Regions from separate parts of the Sus scrofa genome. Here region 2 is linked to region 1. A link is a contact called in public HiChIP or PLAC-seq data. All regions are on one chromosome and are shown on one strand. The core of a region is the stretch at or near the end of the contact, and the rest is flanking DNA. Distances in the headings are between cores, read along the strand shown. Region 1 overlaps SAMD8 (sphingomyelin synthase-related protein 1). Region 2 holds the start of VDAC2 (voltage dependent anion channel 2).

Region 1 (3,458 bases), core at 342-2,841:
GACTTAATTTGTCTAGGTAGATGACTGAAGGACTTTTATGGTTTTTCATCTACAAATTTCTGCACAGTTTGGATCTTTTAAAGTAACATATTTCTATAATAAAAAGAAAAATACCTAAAAGCAAAATGTATCTGCTGAATAATATTTAAAATATAATTGTTACATTACTGCCCCAGGGAACTATTGTTTATAATTTTTTATTTATCCTTCACACATAGAATTTTCTATAGAGAAATCATATCACAGGTAATTCTGTACCATTTTACTTAACATTACTGCATGAGTCCTGTCTAATGCTATCAAACTATCCTTTGAAAAGGACATTTAATTGTATGGCTATACAAGAAATTATCCATTTCCCCACTGTTGGTAACCATTCATAGTTTTACTACTATTACAAACAGTACTGAAGTGACTTAGGTTAGATTTCTAGAAGTGTAATAATAACATCAAAAAAAACTGAGGTGTTATTTAGACACTATCACTCCCAGGTATGTCACTGAAGTTTGATCCATGTCAAAAAGCACTGCATGCAAAGCATGGTACTTGTCCAAAATGTTAACTGGTATGTAAAGGAAACATTCCAATTTCAGATAAGATTTAAAAGTTTATTTTGAAATCAGTGAGCAATTTAAAAATTACTTAGTTATCAAAGATCAATATTCTATTATCAAGGCACTGAGTGAATAGTCCACTCACGCAGAATCTTACCATCAATAGGCATTAATCAAACTTAGTTCCAAGTCATAGATAACATAAAGCAACTGACTGTTCTGTACAAAGTGGAACAAAAGATATCTTATCTTTTGGGTGGAGTCATGAGAAATTTCTGAAAACTATTAAAAGATACAATTTTTAGCACATCAACTCTCTCATTTACTAGCAAATTTATTTTTCTCTCCACATTTAGTTCATAATAATTAGAGATTTGAGCTGCCTGACGCAAAAGAGCTCAGTGTATTTCCTATGATCTTATCTTCATACTTAATGAAAACAGTTTATTAACACAAGAACTTTAAATCTGGTGTTCCTTAACAGTAGCATAGCTATTTTTTAATCAATGAGCCTTTAGCGCATTCCATTGGAGTGACTCAAATCTCTTCACAATATAAATAACTCAGTTATTTACCCACCATATTAAAACTGCAAATAGGTTTAACAAACTAAATACAATCAGCCTAGAACTGCACTATTGAAAGATAGTGACTATTGGAGTTCCCTTCGTGGCACAGTGGAAACAAATCCAACTAGGAACCATGAGGTTGCAGGTTTGATCCCTGGCCTCACTCAGTGGGTTAAGGATCCAGCATTGCTGTGAGCGGTGGTGTAGATTGCAGATGCAGCTTGGATCTGGCATTGCTGTGGCTGTGGCGTAGGTTGGCAGCAACAGCTCTGATTAGACCCATAGACTGGGAACCTCCATATGCCGTGGGTGCGGCCCTAAAAAGACAAAAGACAAAAAAAAAAAAAAGGAAAGAAAGACAGTTACTATTAACAAACTCTCCCTATCCTGCCCCCCTGTCCTCTGTGAGTGACCAGCTGCAGGACAATGTGGCCACTACTGAAAATGATGACTTGACTACAAAGAGTATTACCATCTATGAATCACCACTGACTCAGTCTCTGTGACAAATATGATGAACTGGCACTCAGCGTCCCTTTCAATCTCCCTTTAGTTGTTTTCTGCTACTAAAGAGGTTGAAACGCTAAAAATTATTCCTCAGGATCCACTGCAACTAGGGTTCTAAAACTGAATTAGATTCAGCCAACTAGATGCTCTGACATGAGATGCGGAAAACAGAAAGTGAAGTAAGGGCCATTTTCCTCAAGATTTTGCTATCCACAAGACTATGAAAATGCTGGTTGTGTGTGTGTGTGCATGTAATTCTCCAGTTTTCAGTCACTAACTTTGTGTCAGAAAGCAAGTGTAATTGTAGAGTGGCAGTACTGGCCTGTATTACAGGTAAAATGATATGTTCTCTGTGCATGTGTTAAGCTATATGTAACAGAAAATGTACTATTTTAACTATTTTAAGTGTACAGTTCAGTGGTATTAAGTACATTTACATTGTCATGCAATCATTACCACCATCCATTTTCAGATCTCACTCATTATTCCAAAAGGAAACTCCATAGTCATTAAACAGTAATTTCCCCATTGTCCCCTCCCCCCAGCCGCTGTCAATCACTATTCTACTTTCTATCTATGAATCTGACTATTCTAGATACCTCATGTGAGTGGAATCCTATATTTGTCTTTTTGTGTCTGGCTTATTTTCCTTAGCATAATGTCCTCAAGGTTCACCCATGTTGCAGCATGTATGAGAACTTCTCTTCTTTAAAGGCTAAACAATATTCCATTGTGTGTGAGTGTGAGTGTGTATGTATAACACATTTGTTTATTTATCCATCAAAAGGCACTTGGGTTGCTTCTAACTTTTGACTATTGTGAATAATGTTGCTATGAACATGGGTATACAAATATCTGCTCAAGTCCTGCTTTCACTTCTTTTGAGTATATATCCAGAAGTGGAATTGCTGGGTCATCTGGTAACTAATTTTTTTCAGGAATCGCTACACTATTTTCAAAGTAGTTGTATCATTTTACATTCCCACTAACAACACGCAAGTGTTCTAATTTTTCCATATCCTTACCAGCACTTGTTATTTTTTGGTTTTTATTTTATTTTTTTGTCTTTTTGCCTTTTCTAGGGCTGCACACGCGGCATATGGAGGTTCCCAGGCTAGGAGTCGAATCGGAGCTGTAGCCACCGGCCTATGCCAGAGCCACAGCAACGCGGGGCCAGAGCCACAGCAACACAGGATCTGAGCCGCATCTGCTACCTACACAACAGCTCACGGCAACGCCGGATCCTTAACCCACTGAGCAAGGCCAGGGATCAAACCTGCAACCTCATGGTTCCTAGTCAGATTTGTTAACCACTGCACCACGACGGGAACTCCTGGTTTTTATTTTTAATAGCAGTCATCCTAACGGGTGTGATGTGCTATCTTATTGCGGTTCTGATTCAATTTCCATAATGATTAGTGATGGTAAGTACCTTTTCATGTGCTTTCTGGGTATTTGTACATCTTCTTCAGAGAAATGACTATTCAAGGAATTCCCATTGTGGTGCAGTGTTAACAAACCCGACTAGTATCCATAAAGGTTGCTGGTTCGATCCCTGGCCTTTCTCAGTGGGTAAAAGCTGCAATGCAGGTTGCAGATGTGGCTCAGATCTGGCATTGCTGTGTCTGTGGTGTAGGCTGGCAGCTGTAGCTCTGATTCGACCCCTCACCTGGGAACTGCCAATATGCCACAGGTGCAGCCATAAAACACCCACAAAAAAAGAGGGGGATAGAGAGAGAGATGCCTATTCAAGTCCCTTGCCCATTTTAAAATCAGTTCTCATTATTCATGAAGTATATTTTTCTTCTTTTTTTTTTTCCTTCAGGGC
Region 2 (3,247 bases), core at 623-3,122, 72 kb before region 1:
AAAAGAAAACCAGAAAGATTTCACATATTCAAAGGGAGACAAAAATGTGCATTGATACATGATACTTAAATGAAAAATTCTGTGAATAGACAGAAACATCCCTATGAAGCTTTGCCTAATATATTGGTGTGTATTTGGCAATCCCCCCCCCAAAAAAAAACCCCAACTGTCAAACAATTTTATCAAAGCATTTATTTAAAAATGCTTTTCAAACCGAAATATCAGATTAGAAAAATCACTTCAACTTAAATCTCAGAATAGCCAATAATTTATTATAATACAGGCACTGAGAACATTTAACCCAAAGAGGTACCTCCTTCGGGGATTAATAATCTAAACAATTAATAATCTAAATAACTGGGGAAATATTCTAAAGGACAGGGAGGGTGAGGTGTGGAATAAAATCTTCAAGAGAGTCCTAATTTATTCGAAAAAACCCATAACTCTTTAGTAGGAGTCACCACCATCAAAGCAATCCAAGACAATCATCAATTCTAGTCAACCATGGCGTAAACTATATCTCAAAGAAAAGAAAGCATGATTGCTTTTCTTCTTAAAGGTAAATTCCTGTAACTCAAGTTTGAAAAAAACAGATGAAACTGGGATAGAATTTGGATTGTTTTACAGTACTATTTTAATAGAAATCTTATCTTAAATATAACTAATAAGAGAATGCAGCAAAATACTTACAATTTAAAGTCAATAATTTCCCTAAGCAATCCAAACACACATTTTCCACTTCAGATCTAAAATTTTTAAAGCAATTCTTACCAAATCCTTTGTTGAAAATATCTCTGGCAGCTTTGCCAAGGTCAGCATATGATGGCGGAATACACATTGCTGGTGGGAAGAAACATTCCAATGTTAATGTCCCTGTGCTCCCACAGTCTGTTCAAGAACTAGATTATGAACAGACTGCTATCTTTAAATCCAAGCAATCCAACTTGTTTTTATTACCACGAGGAGCTACAACAAAACTATAGTCTACTAGGATCCATGAGGGAGACATCAGCACCAAAGACTAATTTCTAAAACAGATAACTATAGTAAGTGGCCAAAAAACTTGGGAAATTCCTTCCAAAATATACAAAGAATCAAACACATACACACATATATAACTATACATTCAAATATACCTGCCAAAAGTCACTGGAATAGGCTGATTTAACCAAATGAGATTAAAAAAACTAAGACAAGTCCCTCACCCCCTCCCCCAATACATCCTTTAGTATCCTCTCTGAGGCCAAAACCAATATTCTGGAATGGGAAGAGAAAGGTAAATAATACCTGGGGAACTTAACGGAACTTAAAAAAAAGCCATCTATGTTTCACTCAAGTGTCTACATCAACTAAATATCAGATGGCACTTTAGACATATCCTCGGCCAATGCTGTGCGGCTTAAGGGCAAGCAATCTGAGCTCGTTACACTAGCTCATTCATTCTACACAGCACGTCCACGCCCTTAGGAGCACATGTAATGACCTTGTGCACTCACAAGGGAGATTACTACTTCCTCTAAAAAAGTGACCGATCCAAGCCTCCAAAAACCAAATCCGGTATCAGTAACTTTTTCCTCTGAGTCCATTAAAGACACATCCAAAAGCTGAAGGTGAATGCGACCATGAACCAACTCCCCTGGCCTAGTCCCCCTATTCGAAATCCAGCAACTCAGTCCCTCCTCCGCAGAACTAGAGGAGTCAGACGATGGAGAAACTACCAAAAGGGACAAATTTCCAAGTCCTCGGAGAGATACGGGAAAAGAAGCCCTAGTTTTCCGTTCGACAGGCTTCGACTGTCCAGGCACCGCCGCCCCGTCCCGCAGAGATCCCCCTCTACTTACGCCGTGGGCAGGTCTGTCCATAGGACGCCATGGCGAAGCCGTCGGATGAGGTGATCTGAAGGAGGGACATAAAGTGTGGTCAGCAGGGGTCAGAAGCAAACCAAGGGGCCAGAAAGGGGGTCTGGGACAGAGGGGAGAGGGGCCGCGGGGCAGCGCGGCCATCTTAGGGAGCCAGGGCCGACCCAGAGTCCGGCTCAGACATCCTGCTTGGCCGCCCAGGCCTACGCCCCCGGGTCAGAGTGAGGCGGGGGCAGCGGTACCTGGTGGTCTCCTGGGGGGAGGGGGAGGCGCCCCTGCCGTTCGCTCGCAGCAGAAACCGTTCGGCTCCTTCAGGGTCGGGCTGCAGCTCCCTCGGCTGGAGGGCGAAGTGAAGGAGACACCGTTCCGCCTGCCGCAACCCTGTCCTCCCCCCACCGGCCAGGACCCTGCCGCTGCCCCTGGGGCTGCCCGCCGCGCCTGTCCCCGCAGCGCCGCCTGCTGCCCACTCCAACCTGCTCTAAAACAGCCACGTGCTCCAAGAGCACCCCCGCCCCCGGGATAGGGCGCCTCGGTCCCTCGGCGGGGGCCAGAAAGACAGACGTTGCCGGACCTCAGGTCAGGCAGCGAAGAGGACAGCCCCAGAGACGAGGGGGCGGGGAACGACGGATGCTGCCGGAGGGGACCGCGAGGGCGGGGGGATGGGGTGGAGGCCCCGCGCGCGCTCAATATGGGCGGGGCGGGGCGTCGGGCGCGTGCCTGAGCGGGACTGCGCGCGACTGGGCGCGACCGCGCTCCCCGAGGTCACGTACATCTCTCCAACTCCCCTTCTTGGCTGTGACTTACATGCCCTGCAGAGCCAATCCCCGGTAGAGGAAGGAGTCTGCTGAGCGATACCACTTCTGCCCTGAGCAAGTGCTTGCGTCTCTGGAAGACCGTGTGTCTCTCCTGGCTCAGAGAGAAATGAGTGGGGCGCTGGGGCGTACCTCCAGCCCCTCGCCCACTCCCTTCTTTCGCCCGCTTCCCATCATGGTGTAATCGCCATGCTAGGCGGGGCTCGGCCTGAGAGGCTCTCTTGGGCTGCCCCGCCCTGAACAAACTTGAGCACGTCTCGGGGTGCCCCGCCTTTCCCTACTCCACCCTACCCCCGCTCAAGCCTTAGGGTTCCTTTTCTGCCTCCTTCGTCTGGATTGGGGTGGGACTGCTTTACACACACAGAGAAACTGGAGCGGTCTTGGTGAGTCAAGCCTGCTAGAAAATTTAGGAATCATGCTGACCAAGCATTAGAACGCTGCACTCCAGTTCTCTGGGTGTGCAGGAAGTGAAGAAGCCAAGGGGACAAGAAAAAAATGAGCGGTCTAATGAGATAGAAATAGGGTCAATTTAAGGTCGGTAATCAATAGCCAGTCTCAGCAATTTATCCCTTCTCT

Evidence for each region. HiChIP or PLAC-seq counts read pairs in DNA pulled down with a chosen protein or histone mark.
Region 2: an H3K27ac HiChIP or PLAC-seq map of alveolar macrophages shows a contact between it and region 1. The contact joins the promoter of VDAC2 here to the enhancer-like site in region 1. A contact is called at or near these places in 1 of 5 promoter capture datasets (liver), 7 of 47 Hi-C or Micro-C datasets (blood, embryonic fibroblasts, mesenchymal stem cells and 3 more) and 2 of 2 datasets of contacts at active chromatin or transcription factors (alveolar macrophages and skeletal muscle).

What each region holds. Positions count from the first base shown.
Region 1 is chr14:77,693,909-77,697,366 of Sscrofa11.1, reverse strand. All of the region lies in intron 1 of SAMD8 (sphingomyelin synthase-related protein 1), which reads right to left. Among named protein-coding and RNA genes, the nearest start is that of SAMD8, 16 kb to the right of the region's middle. Within about 2 kb of position 1,591, at least 9 of the 83 cell types and tissues checked have an H3K27ac peak or open chromatin away from gene starts, as enhancers often do. A contact at or near this core is called in alveolar macrophages, where this site is marked.
Region 2 is chr14:77,766,320-77,769,566 of Sscrofa11.1, reverse strand. VDAC2 (voltage dependent anion channel 2) reads right to left here and starts at 1,872. Exons shown (of 9, transcript NM_214369.1): 1 at 1,842-1,872; 2 at 772-840. The coding sequence starts at 1,872.